Linked DNA regions of Salmo salar: region 2 is linked to region 1. The links are chromatin contacts, called in public Hi-C maps. All regions are on one chromosome and are shown on one strand. The core of a region is the stretch at or near the end of the contact, and the rest is flanking DNA. Distances in the headings are between cores, read along the strand shown.

Region 1 (4,450 bases), core at 1,246-3,745:
TATTTTTTTTTTACATAGAATTATGCATAATGATCATGGCTCTTGATTGCAGGAAAAAGCTGAATGCACAGACGAGTGTTTGAAAAATGCAAAATTCTTCAACTTCAACTGTCACCCCACCTCCATCTTCATGAACATCGTGCCCCATCTAAAATAATGGGTGCATGACACCCCTGTGACTATGGGATATTCCATTAACTTCCTCTATCTGCCCCATTAGGGGATGTTAAAAGTATATAGGTGGGGCTAAAAATGGCGACATGGGCAGGTAAAGCAGAACCGGGTTGATTATAGGGGAACCTCTCACACACATGGGCTTGCTTTCATAGCCGAAACTGGGAACTCAGAGATGCAAATACTCCAGTGATCGTTATATCTGGTTGAGAGCAACAAAGAGGAAGATACAGCCAATATGGCCTTTGTGTAATTCGTACTAAATACCATACTCTGTTTTGCACCTTTCATTATCTTGTTGAGATAGTTGAGTGTCTTTTGGCTAATAGGAAAGTTAGCTACCTGGCTACCCACTGGGCAAAAACTGGTTGGCGTGGTTTCCACGTCATTTAAACAAAATTCTATGTGATGACCCTGAATCAACGTGGAAAACGGATTAGATTTGCCAAAAGTAATAAACGTAAGGGAATTTTGTATTTTTTTCATCCAACTTTTAACCTAAATCAAATAACATGGTGAAATGTTTTATTGATTTCATGTTGAATTCATGTTAGTTGACAACCAAATGCAAATCAAAGCTAGAAATGACGTCTGTGCCCAGTAGGTAACTCTTTGGTCCTGCTTTGTGGCAAACCCCACCGGTGCTTTGTTGAAACTGAGCCCCATTATGTCAAAACAACAACAACAGACAAGACGTCTTCTGCCCCGTCAGCAGAATCTGTGTTGGTTTCAGTTTGTCTGGTCTGGTTCTACTAGGGAGGGGAGACAGTGTGGTGTTAATGCACAGACGAGTAAACTCAGTAGACTTACTGGTGCTCTCTTTGTCTGGTTACTAAAACATGCACACACACACAAGGTCACATGGGGCTCCCGACCGACCGAGATATCTGGTATTGTGTCTAGCTACTATAGTCTGAGAACATGCTGTTGTGTCAATTAAATTTCAGCTTTTACAGTCAAAGGACACACCAAATGGCATTCTTTATCTTTATATGTCCCAAGTGGAGGTCCCAAATGGTCTCGTGGCCCACTGTTGACCATTGATTCTGACATCATGGAAAAGCAGCTTGTTTGATGGACAGTGTTCAGAAACCTAAGATATTGTTTGTGAAGTTAATAGAACAGTCCCTGAACTCCTAGCTATGTTTACATAGTCTAATTGTTTGGTAATGACTCCTAAAGGTTGAATGATTCCACATAATGCAGTTGTCTGTGTCAGGGTGCTGTTAGTGTACTGTTAGCTTACACTACTGCTACTCTCTGTTGTTATCATCTATGCATAGTCACTTTAATAACTCTACCTACATGTACATAGTACCTCAATTACCTTGACTAACTGGTGCCCCAGCACATTTACTCTGTACCGGTACCCTGCTGTATATACTGTAGTCTCGCTATTGTTATTTTATTGCTGCTCTTTAATTACTCGTTACTTTTATATATTATTTGTACTGCATTGATTTTTAGGGCCTCGTAAAATCATCAGTAAAAGTAAAAAACCCAGAACATTGTTTTGTTATTCCATTTATACCTATTTGTTGTTCATTACACCATTTTGGAATTTTAAGTAAAAATGTTGTTACTGGACTTTCAATGTGACAAGGTATTTGGCTGCTAATGTTTTTTTTTTTGGGGGGGGGTAGTACAAAGCAGCACATAGATGATAGTCAGGCAAAGAGCTGTAGTCTGTCTCCATCTCCTGGTAATTTTCAGAAACTGACACTGAATTAATTTTTTCTCTCTGGCTATGAGAGTGCAGGCAAAATACTTTGCACAATTTCATTAGAGCATTTTTGGTTGTTTGATATTTAGAACAACTTAACCTAACGTAAAGGACCTGCAAGCTATGAGTCCTGCCTGCTCCATGTCCTTTTGGAGCAGGAACTGTAGTCTTTTGGGCATGTTATGGGAAAAAAACAAACAGAAAGAGATGCCATACACACAGCCTCCTTTTGTGGTGCTATTGAAGACAGGAAAATAACAGTGTGCTGACCGAAAATAAAATCTGTGTCTTTACTCCACAAGGAGTCACCGAATGAGAGATAAGAGAAGCTAATCCGGGAAACAAACTGCTATGTCACATTGGTAAACCTACTGTAGACAGTGTTTACCCTACCATTATATAGAGCCAAGTGGGAAACCCCACCTGTTCACAAAAATATTTATATTTAAATAGACCCTGAATGTTTGTTTGCAACCCCTCTGGAAAATAAGATAGGGGTAACACTGGTGGACGCGGTAAGTGTTGAAAGTGAGCTTTGTCGCCACACGCAACAGTTTCTCATATGGCCGTCATACGGTTTGGCCAGAGCTCTGTCAATTTCCTTAGTTGAGAAATGTCAGCTCTTCCTGTGTTGAGAAATGTTGTGCTGGAAATGAGGGGGTGTGTCTGGAATTCCCAGCAATAAGAATGTCCCAGTGGGCCACTGAAACACTGTTGAAATGAGCTCTCCCTCAAATCAAATCAATGCAAATGACATTTTATTGGTCACATTCACATATTTAATAGATGTTATATATATAATTATTATAATTTTTTTTATCTCCCCAATTTCCTGGTATCCAATTGGTAGTTACAGTCTTGTCTCATTACTGCAAGTCCCATATGGACTCGGGAGAGGTGAATGTCAAGAGCCGTGTGTCCTCTGAAACACAACCCAAAGAATGCCGCACTGCTTCTTGACACAATGCCCACTTAACCCAGAAGCACCAATGTGTCAGAGGAATCACCGCACACCTGGCAACCGTGTCAGTGTGCACTGCCCGCCGCAGGAGTCACTAGCTCACAATGGGACAAGGACATCCCTGCCAGCCAAATCCTTCCCTAACCCAGACAACGCTGGGACAATTGTGCGCCGCCCCATGGGTCTCCTGGTCGCAGCCAGCTGCGACAGAGCCTGGACTCAAACCCAGAATCTCTAGTGGCACAGCTAGCACTGCGATGCAATGCCTTAGACCACTGCGCCACTTGGGAGGCCTTAGCAGATGTTATTGCGGGTGTAGTGAAATGCTTGTGGTCCTCGCTCCAACAGTGCAGTAGTATCTAACAATTCACAACAATACACACCAATCTAAAAGTAAAAGAATGGAATTAAGAAATATAGAAATATTAGATTGAGCAATGCCGGAGTGGCATTGACTAAAATACAGTAGAATAGAATACAGTATATACATATGAGATGAGTAAAGCAGTATGTAAACATTATTTAAACCTTATTAAAGTGACTCGTTTTCCACTATTAAGTGATGGCTCTTTAACAGTCAGATGGCCTTGAGATAGAAGCTGTTTTTCAGTCTCTCTGTCCCAGCTTTAATGCAGCTGTACCGACCTTGCCTTCTGGATGATAGTCAGGGTGAACAGGCCTTGGCTCGTGTGGTTGATGTCCTTGATGATCTTTTTGGCCTACCTGTGACATCAGGTGTTGTAAGTGTCCTGGAGGGCAGGTAGTTTGCCCCTGGTGATGCGTTGGGCAGACCCCAACACCCTCTGGAGAGCCCTGTTGTTGCAGTCTGTGCAGTTGCCGTACCAAGCGGTGATACTGCCCGACAGGATGCTCTCAATTGTGCATCAGTAAAAGTTTGGTTTTAGGGTCCAAGCCACATTTCTTCACCCATCTGAGGTTGAAGAGGCGCTGTTGTGCCTTCTTCACAACACTGTCTGTGTGGGTGGACCATTTCAGATCGTCAGTGATGTGTACGCCGAGGAACTTGAAGCTTTCCACCTCCTCCACGGTGGTCCCGTCGATGTGGATAGGTGCGTGCTCCCTTTGCTGTTTCCTGAAGTCCACGATCAGCTCCTTTGTTTTGTTGATGTTGAGTGAGAGGTTATTTTCCTGGCACCACTGTCCCAGGGCCCTCACCTCCTCCCTGTAGGCTGTCTCGTCATTGTTGGTAATCAGGCCTACTACTGTTGTGTCATCTGCAAACTTGATGATTGATTTGGAGGCGTGCGTGGCCACGCAGTTATGGGTGAACAGGGAGTACAGGAGGGGGCTGAGCACACACTCTTGTGGGGCCCCTGTGTTGAGGATCAGCGAAGTGGAGGTGTTGTTTCCTACCTTCACCACCTGGGAGGCGGCCCGTCAGGAGTACAGGAGGGGGCCGAGCACGCACTCTTGTGGGGCCCCTGTGTTGAGGATCAGCGAAGTGGAGGTGTTGTTTCCTACCTTCACCACCTGGGAGGCGGCCCGTCAGGAAGTCCAGGACCCAGTTGCAGAGGGCGGGGTTCAGACCCAGGGCCCCGACTTTAATGATGAGCTTGGAGGGTACTATGGTG
Region 2 (4,450 bases), core at 726-3,225, 68 kb before region 1:
AAAAATAACACTTTTAGACACTATAGTGGACGTTTAGAAATGTTATTTCTGGCCAAGGCAGGATTCGAACAGGGGCTTTCGGGGCCACTCTTGCCCTTTCTCAAACAGGAAAAACAACACTTTCATAATAAATAATGATTAATAAACATTTATATTATCAAGAAGAAACATTCTTTTTTTTCCCTCTTTTTTCTTCTCCCGCTTCTTCCGCCCTTAACATACTATTGTTCGCCAGCTTTGTTACGCCCGTCGCTTTGGATAAGTCACGTTTGCCTAAAAGTGTCTGCTAAATGGCATATTTTATTATTATATTATAATCCATTTTCAGACTAAAGGTCGCCTATAAAATAAAGCATATAATAGTAATAAAAACTGCACTTTGTTAAATATTATTTAAAAAAAGGTAGTCTGTGAAACATTGTGGAAAAACCTGGATCACTTCAAATTTAAGAGAACCGTTTTAGGGGATATTGCACTATACACCACCCGAAAACACATACATTTCAATGTATTTGAATATTTGTGTAAGGACACACAAAGTTAAAATTATTTGTTAAAATATGACATTGTCCTTATTTAACAATGCTTACCTTTGGATCCTATAAAAGCCATTGAAGCGTACACTGAGTGTACAAAACATTATGAACACCTGCTCTTTCCATGACAGACTGACCAGTTGAGTCCAGGTGAAAGCTACGATCCCTTATTGATGCCACTTCAATCAGTGTAGATGAAGGGGAGGAGACAGGTTAAAGAAGGATTTTTAAGCCTTGAGATAATTGAGACATGGATTGTGTATGTGGGTGAATGGGCAATACAAACTTTTTAATTGCCTGGTAGTAAGTGCCAGGTGCACCGGTTTGTGTCAAGAACTGCAACCCTGCTGGGTTTTTCAGCATAACTGTTAAGTATCAAGTGTATAAAGAATGGTCCACCAATGTGAAGCATTGGAGTCATCATGGGCCAGTCTCCTTGAGGAACGCATTCGACACCTTGTAGAGTCCATACCCAAACGAATTGAGGCTTTTCTGAGGGCAAAGAGGGAAGGTGTTCTTTATGTTTTGTACACTCAGTGTATATCCAAAGTAATTTATGTAATATTGTTGACATGAGTAAAAATACTATTCGAATTTTCATTCTAATATGGCATTGCTGTTATGAAATTCCTTTTTACCTCTAAACCATTTGGTAAAGCTCTGTAATTTCCAGAATAATCAAACTGGGGAAAAAAACAATTGGAAGTTCTTATTTGACTTGTAAGTAGTATGATTTTAAGGGGGGGTTTAATAACCCTTTCAAGAAAAAGGGTTATTTGCTCAATGGCAAGCACATAGAAAAAGGGAAGCAATAAACACATTGTTGGAAAGCAGTTACACTTTTTTTCTAGTGCACTACACGAAGTCGACACTAGGTGGGGGTGAATTGCCATGAATGTGTTAATGTGTTAAATTCAGGCTTTAAAACAATTTCAGTCTATTTGTAATAATCTGGAAAGTAATAATGGAATGGAGGAGGGCCCGTGTAGGAGGGCCAGCTAACTGTAACTGACACGTTTGAAATCAATAGCAAAAACTATCCCCATAGATGTCAGATATATTTGAGTGATGCAATTACATCGGTTCCCATATGGTCTAGCGGTTAGGATTCCTGGTTTTCACCCAGGCGGCCCGGGTTCGACTCCCGGTATGGGAATGCACTGTTTTAATATTGTCTCGTTCTTGTAGCGCGAACTTGTAAATAAAGCAGGACCGATGTGTTATCAACCTATATTATGAAGTCTGAAATGTATCTTACAGTTCAACTGGACAACACATAGAAGCCTATCCACACGGTCATATTTATAACATAAAGTATATTCCCAAAATAGGCAATGTACCAAAACTGCGATCCCTTAAGTGGGTGGGGTTGAAAGTGTAGCCAGTACTGTTTATACCACACGGGATAGTGTGCATTTGGTTTCAATGTATCAACGTGAGCCACATCCTTGAAGTTGTATGTTAAATACTTTTTTTGTTCGTGATTGTAAATCTAGTTGGTGTTAAAACAATCTGCTAAAGATAATGATTAAGAAAATAAAAACGAGTAGTGTATATCTTTTTCATTTCAGTTAAAAGTCCGATACGTAGTTGATTCTAGCCTATCCCAGTAAGTTTCTCAATATGAGTAACCAACATTACATTATTTTTCACAACGTCCTGTTTTTTTTCTTCAACCGAATCCCTAATGCTGGCCAATCATTTCTTAGGGAAAATGTGACTGCTAGGAATTCCCCACGCATCGGTTTTCGGTAAGAAAAAAATACGAAAATTAACAGTGTAACCTTATGTCAGCCACGCGAACGTAGTGAAACTAGACTTGGCATATTTACTGTACTGATGATGTCGAGCTTCATCTCACAAATGGGATTATTTTTGGGGATAATAACAAGATGCTGATAAGTGCCTACTGAAGATATTATGCTACTGGACGATTTTGATGAAGACATTGTCATTTTAAATGTCTGACACTATAAAATAAGGATTTAAGGTGAGTCTTTGCAATTTGAATTGCTAATGATGTACTTCTAATTAGATTTTTTTTTTAATGTTGTCTTGACTATTAGTCTGGAATGTGTATGAAAAAGTTGTGTTACCCCCGCCCAAGCAGTCCTTTTCATATCGTGGAATGCTCTCCCATTCAGTAAGTTTATGGATTGAGTGCATTTTATATTTTTATTTTATTCATTTCTATATAGCCTACATACGACATTTAATTTATGTAACTCCACTTGTAAATCCACAACAAATAAAATACAAGTTATTTGCTGTACTGCATCTATTCACCTGGTAGACTATAACAAATATAGACTACTTTCATTTCTTAAATTCAAAAGAGTTCTATACACAATGTTCTGCCACTGACCCACATTACTGAACATTTGACATGAAAAATCACAGAGATGTATGACCCACTGCTCTGCTTTATTAACCCTCCTACTGAGAAGCCGTGTCATTCTGTGATACACTCTTAGAAAAGAAAGCTGCTATATAGAACCTAAATGGGTTCTTCGGCTGTCCCCATAGAAGAACCCTTTGAAGAACCCTTTTTGGTTCCAGGCAGAACCCTTTTGGGTGCCATGTAGAACCCTTTCCACAGAGGGCCCTACCTTTCCAAAAAAGGGTACTCCCTGGAACCAAAAAGGGTTCTTCTATGGGGACAGCCAAATAACCCTTTTGGAAAAGTTTTTTTCTAAGAGTGTACCATGCCTTCCATGTGACAGGGGTGCTGTGTGGTAAATGTGAGAGGCTGTTGTGTGCTGCTGACAGAGCTAGCCTGTCTGCAGTGGCTCTAGGTTCCAGTTGCCATTTGTGCTTCATGTGAGTGTGAGGGATCAATTATACAGCCCTGAAAGCAATAGATTGTTAATGTTTCATCTGTTAAGTAAAGACGAGTTCAACTGCACCCTACTGTTGCAGGTATTAGACATCACATTAATAAGCATACCCAATATCTCTCAGACTCTGAAGATACTATTGGAGAATATTCTGTATCATTGCACCAGTGCTTGTATTTCCCTCTGATTTGTAGAAATGGCATATGGTACCATTACCAGTGTTCTGCTGCTCTATCATGAAGTTTGCCATTTAGTTCAAGAGTTTGAGAAAGACCCCGCTCTTTATTGGGCACCCGTATGAACCATGTCTACACATCATGCTCATCTAACATGTTCATCAGTTAAGATATTCTTATTTTCATGTAATTAACTACTTCCAACTGCCAGAATCTACACTAAACTGTGTTTTCTCAAATGACCTGATCTCCTCAACCCATCTGTGGTCAATATAAACGTTTGCCAGATGTTTACATTTTTGGTTTAAGATGCTGGGACTTTGCGAGCTGAGAAATCTCATTGGTCTTCCGTGCCTACTGTTGTCCAGAGAAAAGTAGGGGCGAGACGGGAAAACTTGTGCTCTCCTTATTCGGAGGGTTAGGGGGATGTTTGCGCTGCTCAGCTCAGCCCGTCAACAACAGAGATCAGCTGGTCCCGCTGACCCCCACCCCTCCTCCACTGTCCACCCACCCCCACCTATTCCCCCGCAACAAAGCCCGCCTATCCCAGAGGCCCAGTAGATAATTGGAAATCTCAGTCTTCTGAAACCAATTATCCCCAAACAAGAGCTTCTAAATATACTCGTCTGCAGTGTAGTGGTCTCTTGCATATGTTTCAAGCCCCAGACTCCATGCATAGTTAAAAAAAATCCCATGGTGCCTGCCTCACTGTACATATCCCACCCTCTTTCCCTCCTTCCCTCTCTCTCTTGGTCTCGACAGTCATGTGCATTAATGACCCTGCCTTCTCCGCCTTTGAACTTTGTTGCTGGAGGGATTTCTCCCTCACAAAGGGACTTTGAGGTAGTAACCTCCCTTTCATGAGACAGGGCCTGGATTAACATTATGGAGGATGAGAACA

The links. Hi-C and Micro-C count contacts between places; a contact is called where the count stands out from the background.
Region 2: a Hi-C map of gill shows a contact between it and region 1, with 3 times the contacts expected there. The contact joins the promoter of LOC106611497 here to the enhancer-like site in region 1. A contact is called at or near these places in 2 of 3 Hi-C or Micro-C datasets (gill and muscle).

Annotation. Positions count from the first base shown.
Region 1 is chrssa09:57,893,501-57,897,950 of Ssal_v3.1, reverse strand. The region is part of intron 2 of LOC106611497 (ETS-related transcription factor Elf-1); the gene reads left to right. Among protein-coding and RNA genes, the nearest start is that of LOC106611497, 68 kb to the left of the region's middle. Within about 2 kb of position 2,495, at least 4 of the 13 cell types and tissues checked have an H3K27ac peak or open chromatin away from gene starts, as enhancers often do. A contact at or near this core is called in gill, where this site is marked.
Region 2 is chrssa09:57,961,039-57,965,488 of Ssal_v3.1, reverse strand. It overlaps LOC106611497 (ETS-related transcription factor Elf-1), which reads left to right and starts at 1,975. Exons shown (of 9, transcript XM_045723827.1): 1 at 1,975-2,526. trnae-uuc (transfer RNA glutamic acid (anticodon UUC)) reads left to right here and starts at 1,621; the gene lies at 1,621-1,692.